2 separate regions of the Anser cygnoides genome follow, and region 2 is linked to region 1. A link is a contact called in public Hi-C data. All regions are on one chromosome and are shown on one strand. Each heading gives the region's core, a stretch centred on a gene start, on an enhancer-like site or on the middle of the called end of the contact. The rest is flanking DNA. Distances are from core to core; before and after follow the strand shown.

The links. Hi-C and Micro-C count contacts between places; a contact is called where the count stands out from the background.
Region 2: a Hi-C map of granulosa cells shows a contact between it and region 1, with 1.6 times the contacts expected there. The contact joins the enhancer-like site here to the promoter of ETS2 in region 1. A contact is called at or near these places in 3 of 7 Hi-C or Micro-C datasets (granulosa cells and liver).

The regions. Positions count from the first base shown.
Region 1 is chr1:115,920,597-115,927,358 of Taihu_goose_T2T_genome, forward strand. It overlaps ETS2 (ETS proto-oncogene 2, transcription factor), which reads left to right and starts at 4,912. Exons shown (of 10, transcript XM_048071484.2): 1 at 4,912-5,280.
Region 2 is chr1:116,001,728-116,008,464 of Taihu_goose_T2T_genome, forward strand. No RefSeq gene overlaps it. Among named protein-coding and RNA genes, the nearest start is that of PSMG1, 65 kb to the right of the region's middle. Within about 2 kb of position 2,929, at least 1 of the 3 cell types and tissues checked has open chromatin away from gene starts, as enhancers often do.

The DNA of each region.
Region 1 (6,762 bases), core at 3,662-6,161:
GCAAAAAGGCAGCCAACTTGGCTAAGACAGCGCAGTGCTTCACAGTGAAGATGTCTGCTAGTCAAAGGCGGGCAGCTTCCCAAGCGTATGCACTGAGGGACACAACAATGAATAATGGCTAAAGCTGGTACTGCCTTTCCTTTTCCTAATTCTGTGAGATTTGGGTTAAATCCCTTGAGAGACGGCCTGAACCATCTTCCAACAGAAGTGCAGAGCATTAAAATGGGATACAGGTTTTGCACAGATGTTAAGCTAGGCAAGGCCACTCAGTAGGTAATTTTCTCCCTAGAAGCCTCAGGCTGATGTCCTCAACACAGAGGCAGCTGGATGACCCCGCTACAGCCGTCTGTGCCTGAATTTTTGCTGAGGTCAAAGAAGAGGCCAGCAGCTTCTCCCACAGTCCTGGTACTGAAAACCACATATCCTATAGGTCCCAGCATGTAGTACCATCCAGGTTCAGTTCCACAAATTTCAAAATATTGTGTAAACAGAGATATCTCTCTTATTCACTGACCACAACAAGACTCACCACTGCTCTTTATGTAAGGGTGTGCACAGGCACTAAATGTGCAGCAAGAGGACACGTGGATGAAATCACAGCGTTTCCTTGTCAGAAAGAAACAAACAATTAGACATGACCCCGTGTTCATTTTTGTTCCACAGGTTCTGCCACCACCTTGCTCCTGACTTGTACTCTCACTGCACAAACGTAAGTCAATGGTATGAAAAAGCCAACTGTGCAAAAAGGGAATTTGCTCTGGAAGGTAGGGGTGGGAAAGTAGGTTGAGAATAATAAATAAAGTAATAGGCAACATAAAACAGGCTTCCTAGTAATGGTCCCTCCCATCCCATACTGTAAACATCATTATCAATAAACCTAGTACTTAAGTTTTTTAAATGCTTGTGACAACTTATCAAGTGCTAGCATTCAGCTTTTACAGCCACAGAGGAAGATGCAAAACTCTTGATGTTTTTTCACGACGGGGAGGAGAAGAGGGGAACTGCGCCAACTGCAACACGCAGGACTGCTCTAACTGGTAAGAGGAGTGTGCCTCTGCCTACCCAGACGGGAGAGCACACCTGGTGATGAAGGTCACATCACAGTTATTCATGAGCTGAACAAGAGGATCGTAAACCTGTGCACAAGCAGGGTAATTTTTAAATGAAACCAGCAGTACATAAAATGCAGGGAATAAAAGAAAAAGCTCTGTTGCTAAAGGACATTAAAGTGTATTTTTTTGAGCACAGTCATCCAAAAACAATTATTAAGCTCGTCAGTTTCTGAATACACTTGGCCTTAAAATATTAACATGTGCTTTTTATTTTATGCCTCAAACTGGATGAAATGAATTAAATACACCCAAAATGGTATGAGCAATCCCTTAAGCACTAGCTAGTTTAATGACTGATCTTCTGCTTTAGTATGAAGGGTAAAGGTTTATTTTTTTCTGTCATATGATCCACCATCATACAGTTCATGTGTTAGGCATCTCTCTGTCCACTGGCAACATTACCTGAAGCACGCCTCTAACATTTTCACTAGTTGAAAAAATTAGAAGCAGAAGAACCTTGCATTTTTATACATGGTGGGGCTGACAGCTTACTTAATTTCCTTCAGCTTTATGCAACACAGATGAAATGCAGTGATTTTTGTTACTGTTCAAACATGCTGGCAGAACTTTGACATAGTATTTTTTTCTCTCTGTGGTAATTACTAGTGTTGGTTTGCATGTGCTAAGAATAATGACACACATGAATAACTTGCCATACTTTATGACTCACGGAGATGCCTTCGCAGAAATGATCTTGGTCATATTTTGTTCACCATGTACTGTGGGGAGAGCTTTTCGTTGGGGATAGTTGGTGGTGTTTTATTTTAACAGCTTCTTCCTCACCAAGTGAAGAATATATTACGTATATAAAGACTTCTTGATACCGCCCTTTCCCCAGCCCTGTATAAATATTTTGGTTTAGCTGTATTTGAACCATGGGGCCAACGAGTTTCATCCTTTGTTTCAACCATAACAGCGTGTTGTTTGAAGTCCAAGATAACCAGGTCTCTACTTTCCAAAGCTGTCACTTCCCGAGACCCTTTACGCTGTGATCTTACAGATGCTCCCTGCCGGCATTTCATTGTTAATTGTCTTTGGGGGGCACGAGCAGGCAGCCTCCTTTCATCAATGCATGACCAGGGTGTTTGTTTACCCTACCCAGAGGGACAGGGTGGCCAGGTGCTGAACCCTGTTTTGGTCACCCTGTGATCCCAGGCATTCGCCAAGAAGAGGAGGAGGAGGAGAAAAAGGAGGAGGAGAAGGATGAGGAGGAGGGCCACGCATGCCCCAAACACACATGGGCAGGGGAGCTGAGCCAACATGCAGATGAGTGCTCAGCGCATACTTTGAAAGCACAACAGGGTTTTCACTCCTGAGTGTCCTCTCAGTGTCGCAAGAGAAATTCTGGAGAAGTAAGTCATACCTTCGCTGGAGCTCTGGCTGCAATGCAGCTCTGCCACATACCTGCTGCCTCTCATTCCCTCTTTGTGCTTTAAACCTCTACATTTTTAGGATCTTATTCCCCCTCTGTTTTGGCACGGGCGAGAATACATCCCTGGGATGCCCCAGCACTCAGCTGTTCCTCCTCTCCTCCAGTGAACCTGCAAATTAGCATTGCGGCTGCTCAGGTCAGAAATCTGGGGCCAAATTATCCCCTCGGACAACCATCCATTGCTTTCAGCACAAAACGTCATGTACTTGAATACTGTAACAAATGCGAAAAGTTCCTTCACCTTAATTCACTGCACTACAAGAGGGTCGCTTTTTGGCATATTTCTGAGATACTATTGCAGAGGAAGGAAAAAAGGAAAAAAAAAAAAAAGACCAAAACCAAACAAACATAAACAACCTACTTGCAGCGTGGGTCCTCTTTAAAACAAGAAAGTTATAAACAACAAGGACTGAAAAGAAAAAAATGTTATCTGGACTACCACAGAATCCTAGTACAGTGATTATGCAAATATTTATTATTATTATTATCTTTATCTCTGTGCTTTCTTTTTGTCTTTCTAGCCACTTCAACCCTGAGTACTGGAGCTAGTTCTCCCTCACCCTAAAAAACCAGAAAGCACTAGTGGGTCCACAACAAAAAATGTCCAACGTTTACAGCTTGGTGCTGACGCCATGATTATTCATCAGGTTATACACAGCTCCTCCTTTTATCTCTCTGTATACCAACACACGTGCAAAAAAACACAGATAAGGGCTAAAGCAATTGTGAGGCAGATGGACGCTTCCTAAAATAAAACAAAACACACTTGTACAATACAGAAGCATTTTCAACCAAAACAAAAACTATTTTTTCTTTCTCTCTCTAGCTTTTAGTCTCTGACAATGAGTAGTACAGAGGGAACGCAGACTTATAGAATAATCCAGGTCGGAAAGTAGCTCTTAGTGTCCTTGACACAAGCAGGGCTACCCTCACTGTTCATTTGGGTTGATCAGGTCCATTTTATAAAATATATATCAATTTTGATATATATCATGCACTCAAGCGTACTGAGCGAGTACCATTTGTAAAGGAGCAACAGTGAATTTTATACCAGCAATAAGTGTTGATGAAATTAAATATATGTATATGATAAGAATCACTTTTAAAATAAGATTTTAAATAGCGGAAAATACAGCCAACTTAATCATTTTGCTCCAGATTCCAGCACATCAATTTAGCAAGAAATAAATAACTCCCAGCCTTTCATCTTATCTTTTTGGCAGATGTTTCCCCTGTATAAAGGGTGGCACAATTGTTTTTGTCAGTGTTATAATTAAAACTGCTATCCAGCTGACATACAGTTTTTAATGGTTTCCCTTAGGATTCTAACAGATGTTGCCTTATTAGATCAGGACTCTCCCGAAGTGAGAAATGTCACTGGCATAATCAAGACTTTTCTTCCAGTCTCAACGTGTGCTGTCACAACTTGCCTGGTGACATTTGGCCGTAAGGAAACAAGTAACAGCCACTTTCCTAGGGAGAGGAGGAGGTATTCTGAAGAGTTTGAAAGAAATACCAGAAAAATCTTACTCTGAGGCAACAAGTGGCATGGTCTGGCCTTTGCTGCGGCCAGAAATAGCTGGAGAGCATCGAAGGAGGTGGCCCCGACAACTGCACCACCACCAGCCAAAGGCACTGTAGCTTTCTGTCGGTACGAATAACCACAGCTTCGGCACGTGGCAAAGGGTCATTTGAAATCTGGTGAGGAACCGAGGGGTGGCAGCTACTGGGGGCTCCTGTTCCAAGAGAAGCTACAGCCATACGACACAAGTGTTAATTTGAGATTGGAGTTAGCTTAAATGAAGCAGCGTGTCACAGCAAGCTTGAAGAACAGCATTTTAAAGGCAGTTCAGCTCCCTTGAGGGTCACCAGAAACCAAGAGGAGGAAAGGGTGGAAGCGAGGGTGGATGCACGGGGGCTGCTGCCCTCCCTGGGCCCAGGGTCTCACTTGGGCAGGGGAGGTCACTGGGCACGTCGGTGTTGATTCTCCTATCTTAGCATTCTTGAGGCCGGGCGTTAATTAAGCATGGAAAATGTCCCTGATGAGTTAAATGGTGTATAGATCAGACGGGGCGGCGGGGGGGGGGGGGTAATGTGTTTCTGGAATGACCCCAAACTGCCTTTTTTCCCTTCCCCAAACTGTGGGGGTCCCCTCCCACAGTCCCCCAGCCAGCACAGCCACCCATGGCACCCCCCGGACCCCCAAAACCAGGGCACAGCGGGCTACCCCGCTCCTCCCGCGGCCTCCGCCCCGCTCCCCGCCGCCCCGCTGCCGAAGGGGCCGGGTTCCGGGGGGCGGTCCCCCGGCCGCCACCGCCCCCTGCCCGCTGAAGAGCGCCGGGCAGGGCGGGCGGCGCGGCACAGCGCAGCGCACACGGCTCCGAGCGGCGCCTCCGCCCGGCTCGGCTCGGCTCGGCTCGGCCCGGCAGCGCCCACGCAGCCGCCCGCCTCCCTCCTCCTTCCTCCCGCCCCCTTCCTCCTCCTCCGGGACTCTCCGCTGGGATCGAGCCGGCGCTGCCGCCGCCGCCGCCTCCTCCTTCTTCGCTGCTGTTGTTGTTGGCCGGCTCTGCCCCATCGAGGATATTTTGGCTCCCGGGGAGAGGCAGCGCGCCTTCTTTTCCTTTTTTTTTTTTTTTTTAATTTTATTTTTTTTTTATATTTTAATTTTTTTGGACCCTGCTGCTGCCGGGAAGGGGGCTAGCCGAGGAGCAGGCGAGCTCCGCGCTCGGGGGCCAGGTGAGCGGGGGGCATCCCGGGGGAACCCCGAGCCCGGGGGGGGGGGCTCCGGGCATCGCCCCCAGCCCGGACCCGGGGGGGGTGATGGCGGCCGGCGCCGCCCGCGGCGGGGGAGGGGGCTTGGCCGGGGCAAGGCGGGCAGGAAGGGGTTAACGGGCAGAGGGTGTTCGAAAGGGACCCCAAAAACGCCGGGTCGGGTGAATTTCCCCTGTCTGAGTTTGGGTGCCAAAGGGGGGCTCCCCCCGGCAGCTGTAGGGGGTTGGGCATAGGTGGGAAACGAGATCCTGCTGACAGGAGCCCGGTTACTCCTTTTGTTTGTTTGTTTGTAGGGTTCTGTTTGCTTGGTTTGGGGTTGTTTGTTTCTTTTTTTCTTTGTTTTTAAGAAGAAAAAGCCGTGGAGGTTCTCTCACTGCAGGCACTAGCATGGCTTAGGTCGCCTGGTGGATGGGTTCCCAGCCCGCTCGGGCTGTGGGCGAGCACCCGGTTATTGCTGAAGAGAAGTTGATCAGAATTCAGGAGTATTAGTTAATAAGTGCCTGATCCTGTTGACCCTGTTCTGGTTCACCCGCTCGGCTCTGCGGGGGTGTTGAAGGTGTCCTGCCAGTTAAACCAATTATAGCTGGCAAGTCGCAGTCAGCGGCGGCGGCGGAGGAGCTGGAAGTGAGGCCCAGGCACATCATGCCCTAGTGTCTTTTCTGGACTCAAACAGCAGCTTTTGGAGTCCAGTGGAAAAAAAAAAAAGGCTTTAACCCTTTCATCGTGAGAAGCTATGCTGCCTTGTCGATCCTGATAGCTTGTTGCAGGTCTCGTGCTGGAAGGTGGTCATGCTGCAGGGTAGGAAACTGATGTGTGGTAAGCAAAGGCTCTAGGAACCTGTAACAGCCTGAGAGATTTGGTTAGAGCATTACAAAACGTGGTAGGATCTGCCTGTGTTGTTAGACCAAAGCTCCGATGTCTCTTTTTCACAAGGTGCGTAGCGCACAGGGAAGGCCATGGAAATGCAACGAGTTGGGTTAATGAGCAACGCCAAGTAATGAAGGCTTCTTGTCAACCCTCTGTCTTAGTGCTGTAAGTGTGTCCGAAAAAAACAAACAAAAAGCTGGGAAGGATGGAAACCTTTTAATCAGTGGGAAGGTTCCCAACAGAATTAATGCAGAGGCCAGGACTGCACCTGGAATTGTCAGAAATCCTGTTTGTAGGGCTCACTGGGGATCAGATCTAAGATTACTGAAAATGTGCATAGTGTTTTCACAAGTGCTATCCCACTGGTAAGGCTTATAGCTACTTATCCCTATATAACTGTGCTGATTTCAGCATTGAAACAGGGTATTAGAAATGGCCATATGTTTGTTTGTTTTTAAAAAGCTCAGTTGAATGCAGGGGTAAACAGCTTAAACAGTGGGAAATGTAATGAAAATATTAGGATGCTTGCTGAGTGAGACTCATGCTGTGTAAAATTCTTTGGTGCTCAATGAGATGTGT
Region 2 (6,737 bases), core at 1,679-4,178, 79 kb after region 1:
CAGGCATATTGTGGCCATCAGTTTGAGCTTTCTCCCACAAACACATGATCTAGAAACATGCCATGGTGCAAAGAGCATCAAGTCTGGACCCCTGTGCAGCCGGTCACCTGCTTCTGCACCCTGCAAACAGCACCGTCTGCTCCGTGACTCCCCGAACGATGTGAGAGTTGGGCACCTGGCCCTGGGACTTGTGAAAAGCCCCTCCCAAGCCCCTTCACAAACCCGCTTGCCCATGTTTCTACTGATAGTCGGAGGGCAGACTGCCACCTACTGAACCTCTCTTCCTCCCTGTCCTCCTCCTCCTCTGAGATGAGAAAAAATTGGCCAAGGAAACCCCCATGGCTGGTGTGGGGCAACCTGAACATGTTTAATGGAGGGAGCTCAGCAGGCAAAGATCATCCAAGTCCCCTGCCATGGGCAGGGACACCTCCCACCAGACCAGGCTGCCCAAAGCCCCATCCAGCCTGGCCTTGAGCACCTCCAGGGATGGGGCACCCGCAGCTTCTCTGGGCAGCCTGGTCAAGTGCCTCACCGTCCTCACTGTGAAGAATTTCCTCCTAATGTCTAGTCTAGATCTATCTTCTTTTAGTTTAAGACCATTCCATCTTGTCCTATGATTATCTACTGGAGTAAAGAGCCACTCCCCATCTTTTTTATAAGATGGAGATGTAGGTGGCCTTTAAATATTGAAAGGTCACAATGAGATCTCCCCGGAGACCTCTCTTCTCTAGGCTGAACATTCCCAGCTCTCTCAGCTTTTCTTCATAGGAGAGGTGCTCCAGCCCTCTGAAAGTCCTATGAAAGGGCATGAGCTACTTGACAAAGCCCCATCTAACAGAACTGCTGCATTCTCTATGTGGAAAAAAAGTCCAATAGAGAAAAATAGTATTCAAGCAAAACAGAGGAGTCAGAGTGGCACACAGATAAGCACAGGGAAACCTGCACATCCCAGAGACTAACACCTTCTCAGCAGACACCTGCAAGAAAGTGTCTTGTGAGTTTCTTGCCACCTTCTCCCCTTGGCCCTCCCCTCCTTTCCAGAGGGAAATCAGTTGCCCATATTCTTCTGCTAATGCCAGGGCTTAGGAGCTCCTGCTCACCACAGACCCACATTTCCCTGAGTCCAGAGAACGGGAGAGACAAGGCCCCAGGTGATGACAAGGCCCCAGGTGATGACAAGACACAGTGGAAACTTCATGTAGCTGAGAACCATAAGAGTCAAAGGCAAGACACCAGGCAGAGCTCACCAGTCAGGGTAGCAGAGCCCTGCAGAAGCTCTGGGCATGCCCTATGGGAACTGCTGCATGGGGCTCAGCAGCCTCTGCAGGTCATTTCCACCCACAACCTTGGATTTGCATTATCCAGCATAAACCTCAACTGATGTAGCTTCAACATAAGAGATGTCCTTGAGGGTCCACGTGTAGGTGTCTTAGTCACAGGCTGGCTACACTTGCAATAAATTGTGGTTGCCCAGAACCAAATCCCTGCTGGCAATCCAGTGATCTCTCCATATATATATATGTGTGCATGTTTTTTTGCCAAATCTGGCATAAAGAGAGCAAGTCTCACTGTGCTTTATTTCTGGAACTCAGAGAGATTTTTGATGTCATCGTTCATTGGGAAGAAACAAGTTCAGCCAAATTATACATATCCCTCCTCTCCTTAGAGGCCAAAGTATAATAGGGATGCAAAAAAACACCTCATTAAGTATGTCTGGATATAACAAGCATCTTTTAACCAGTTGTTCAACCTTGTTCATTCTGTGGCATCCTAACGGAGTAAATAATAACATGCCAGGGGAGGTAAAAACACCTCTGAACACCATTTAACATAGTGATTGGGTGTTACTGCTATGAAATATGCTGGCTAAGCAGAGAAGAGTGGCAGGGTGGAAGCTGTTGGAAACCCAAGGACAGCCAAAGCAACAGGTCCATGCTCAGCTGGCCTCGGTCCTGTTGTTGTAAAATAGGAGTGACACGTTGCACACTGCGTAGGTAATTACAGCCATTTAGCACTCATTTGCATTCCACACAATGCAGCCAAGGTATAAATATAATTACGTCCTTGTCTGGAGCTGTTCTTCAGGTTAACCTCCCACCGGCCAAGCAGCCAACTCCCCAGTTAAAAAGATTAATATTTAAAAGTGCTAAATCCACAGCTAAACCCAGGGCTCAGACCTCTGGAGCAGCTCTGAGGCAGACCCCCTGGGTGCCCAGTCCTGTCACAGAGGGCCAGCAGAACATCCCACCCCAAAACATCCAAACACCACCCGCAACTGAGAAAAACAGGGTCAAACTAAAAGCAAAGCAGGATTAAGTACAGGAAAACATGGGATGGATATAAGAAAAAGCTTCCTGAAAGGAAACTAACATGTGCCTGCAGCTCATTAAGAGAAAGCAAGTTTCCCATTTCTCTTGGGATAGCTGTGTAACTCTTCCCAGCTCTAGCACAGTAAGAGGCTAGCCGGCCGTGGCAGGGACAGAGACTGGGCAAACTGATGGGAACTTTCCACCCCAAGTTTCTGGTGCTGATGTAAGTCGGTGCAAGACCACTGGGGCTGACGGAAGCTGTGTCTATTTATATCACCTGAGGATCTGGCTGATGAATCAGTGCACTGCTGTGGCTGGAAAATACTGCCTCACCGGGAAAATCCCACTTTCAGTGACACAAAATCTGAATGGCAAGGGAGAGAGTTCCCTGCCAGCTCCATAGCAAATGTACTTAAAATTAGGTGGGGCAACGTCCCCACAACAATGAGAACTCACACCAGTTCCTCAATGGCTGTTCAGCTCAATTGACGCTGTCAAAACACTTCTTATTAAGTCTTTCCTATGGCCTTTCCTTTTTTCCAAGATACCCTATGCCTCTCCTTCCTCCAGGCTCTTATCTACTTGCACATGCTCTGCCTCTCGAGAGAATAACCATAACAAACCATGATTTATGTCCAACTTGGAAAATGTGATGACGTCCAGGGTTGCATTTGAATTCCTTCATGTTTGCAAAGTTTAGATGCTGCCCTTGAAGCTGCCAAAGCATTCAGAGCAGGAAGTCAGCAGAAAAAGAAAGATAAGAGGACTGCTGGGGCTAGGACAAATCCCCTTCCACGTGTTTTGTTTTCTTGTCTTTTCATGCTTTAAAACTGAAGAAGAAGAAAGGATCTTCCTCAGCTTCTCTTCCTTTTCCCTTAACCCCTCCTGCTCCCTACCCCCCCTCAAAAAAAAAAAAAAAAAAAGCAAAACAACAACAACAAAAAAAGCAGAATTTATTATGTTTTCTTAATGAAAATTAGGCCAGGGAAGGGAGGCATCTGGAGAGCAAAGACAGTTTTTATTTGATATAAAATATATTTTTTGAAGGAATCATTAAACTCTTAAATGACCCGGGACCCCTGAGCTTCACGGAGCCAGCCTGTGTCCATGTCACTTCACCAGTACTAGTCTGCTCCTGCCATTTCCCCACTCTCAGCCTTTCCCTCCTGTTCCCAGTTCTGCTTTCTGGTCATATCAGGTTTCCAGCAGTGGACACAATATGTGGACACTGGGGCTTTTTGCAGTGCAAACCAAACAATAGCTTGACCTGGGATATTCATTGAACTCATACTGAAAGGGCCTACAGGCCTGACACTGTATGACCCCAAACTTCCCACGTCTTGCAGCCCACACCAAGGCCACCTGAAAACCTGTATGCCAGGGTCAGGGCAGGGCAGGGCTGCGGCAACCGCAAGGGCAGAGACCCCTCAGGAGACCAAGACCATAGCAGGCGAGTGCATTGCTCAGGCTAAAGGCACGTCCGCAGTAACAGGGGACAATGACGGATGCACCTTGTGATGGAGGCCCAGGCATTTGTCTCAGGGGGCCAACACAGAAACATACAAAGCATATTACCAGGTTGTACCCGCTGTCATACACACCCTTCTGCCCTTGTCTGGCCACTTGCCAGCTTGCTCAATAGAAGGCATTGTCAGAGAGATTCAGACAGAGGTAATTGGCTTCAAGAAGTTTCCAACAGCCATTTCCAATCCAAAAGTTCCTAATTGCAGGGTCCTTTTTTGCACAAACAAAGTTTTCTTCAGAAATACGATTGTTTGCAGGGAGATGAAAAGCATCACAAACATGCTTACAATCTGTGAATGTGCTTTCATATACATATTTCTAGTAATGCTCACGCAGCCCTCCTTAGAGCTCCTTGCAGGTCTGGTGAATCACACCCCATAAACAACAAACACTCAAGCAATAGTCATGCTGAATACGGCATGACTAATGCACAAGCAGAAGTTTATTCACAAAGTGTATGCAAATAGCAAACACATCTGTAAGCAACAGCACTTACTTCAGGATAATTTGCAAACAAAAAAAGGGGTTAAGTCTGTCACGCTGATTGCTTACAGAAAGTAGATCACTCAGCCTTAGTCATTTGCATCTCTTTCTGGATTGCAAATCCTACTGGCACAGAACACAGCAGGCCCTTTCATTTATTTTTCTACTCCTCATCCTCCAGATGTTCAAGTCAGACTTGTTTTCTGCAGGGTATTTTATCTTTTTTTTCTTTTTTTTTTTTTTATTTTTTATATGACTTCTCAGCCAGATAATGAAACCTACTAAGGTCACTACCTTGCAGTTGGATAACTATTCAGGCTCTGAAAACTCACAGATATACCTTATTTATTTTTTTCCAGCATTTAAATTGCATGGAGCTTTTTCCAAAGAAGAAGTTACCCCATCAATATTCTGCTTCAGCAGCAATGCAAGGTAAATACTGGGATTCAGCTGCAGAATGAAACAACAAAGCAAACCATTTGTGTCTCAGACACACGAGTAGAGCAGTGCTATTCAACAAGCTTGCATTGAGTGGACTCAGTGAAAAAGCCTATTCTCATACTCGAGAAAAAGAAACCATAAAACTAAGTTTACAAAGGTTCAGAAGAAAAACAGAGATACATCCGTCTCCCCTTCAGTGAATATGTATTCAAATATCTTTTTATGTTGTATTGCCCAGACCACTCCACAACTGGACACAAAAATTCCAAAAACACCAACTCTAATTTAACTTCCCCAAAAGACAAACCCCCAAGTACCTCTTTCATTTGAGACTGGAACAGTAACATCTGCAGTCCATCAGTAAGAGCTTAATTTAGGCATCAGTTCAGCTCATTGCCACTCTGCTGAGCTCCTGGCTCAGAACAGCTAGAAAGTGCAGCAGGTGAGTTTTGTTGTATTTTCCCTCAGCAGGGGAGTGGGTGAGTGGGGAACAGACACTAAATTTGTACTGGCTGTGGGTAGAATTGATAGACAGTGAGTTAGCAAGCTGAATAGACTGAATGTGTTATTATTTCTTAGAGTTTTGGTTGCCTATCAGGACTACTTAGTTGCTTTCTCTTTGTTTTATAGCTTACTTAAACACAATAGTCTTCAAATTATGTCATGTAATCTCTGACTGGTAAGCATGCTAGTGTTGTTGCTATATTACATCTATGATATTTTCTTGATGCTTATCTTAAGCACTGAGTGAAGTACAGGCTGCATACATGCTAACCAAGTTAAGTCTCCGTGTTCTCTTCCACACTACAGAAGATAATTTTTAGGAACAGACTCACACTTTACTCTTTGATTTAAACCTGTTACCCAGGGACATTATTACATACAGGATGCCTCCCAATACTGCTGTAAATCCCACCATTTACTCTGCAGGAACTTGTCCCTTTCCTTGGATTTTGGCTGTTACCCTAGATTGCCCTTTCATCAGAAAAGAAGTGAACAGCTTTTAAAAGCAGCTGCTCTGAATACTGTGTACCTCTTATTACCAGCTCCTCAGAGTGCAAACAAAACCCTACAGCTTGCCCATGTCACAAATGAATAGCTATAAACTTCCTTTGAAGTTGACTTGGTTAACAAGCCTAAAACAGGATGGGATAAATAGGCAGCACTCTCAAGGCCTGTTATCTCCAGGCGTTAGTGGTGAGCTGAGCTGCTGCTCAACATCTCACCCTCACCATCCAAGGATTTGCTGGGGCCAGGATCTCCAGAAGCTTCTCCAACTGGAAGAGGAGAGTGGAAAATCTGTATTTCTCATCCCTAGCATTGGATTTCCTTTATATCCACCACTGGAACTGGTGGGCTTCACTGTAACAGGCAGATTGACCTGGTTTTCAGCATCACTGTGGTTCCCATTAGCTGACTTCAATGTCTAATTTCAATGTGTACCTCAAAACATTACAGCTGGTGTTAGCAAGGCCTGCTGCCTCACCTCGCTGAGCATCTCATAGCTGCGTCTTTAAAAATAAGCAATGGTGCTCAAGGGAAGCCTTTCTGCCCAAAGAAAGACTCACTTTTAATTACCAACTATTAAATAAAGCTGCTCTCACTCCTTTAAGCTACCAGAACACGTACCTAATTAGGTAGTCACCACATACTGATAAATAACCTAGTAATGGAGACACAGGGAGAGGGAGATGCTGAGTGTGGACACAGATGTATTCTTCTGGGAAAGATACTACATCCTTACACATGAAGTAAATGTTACTTTATATAGGCCAAAAGTAGTAATAAAAGGACTGTGTGTGTACTAAATGTTTTTGTTTATGGTGGGTTTATAAAAAAACAGCAGTAGCAGTGCTGGGGGTGTTAGCCCCAGTCACCAGGGCTTGGCTGGTGCCACCTCGGGTGACGGAAGTGGGAGAAGAGGTTTGTGTCTCTGAGTGCCCAGCCGTGTTGGGCCACCACAGGACATCTCGGCACAGC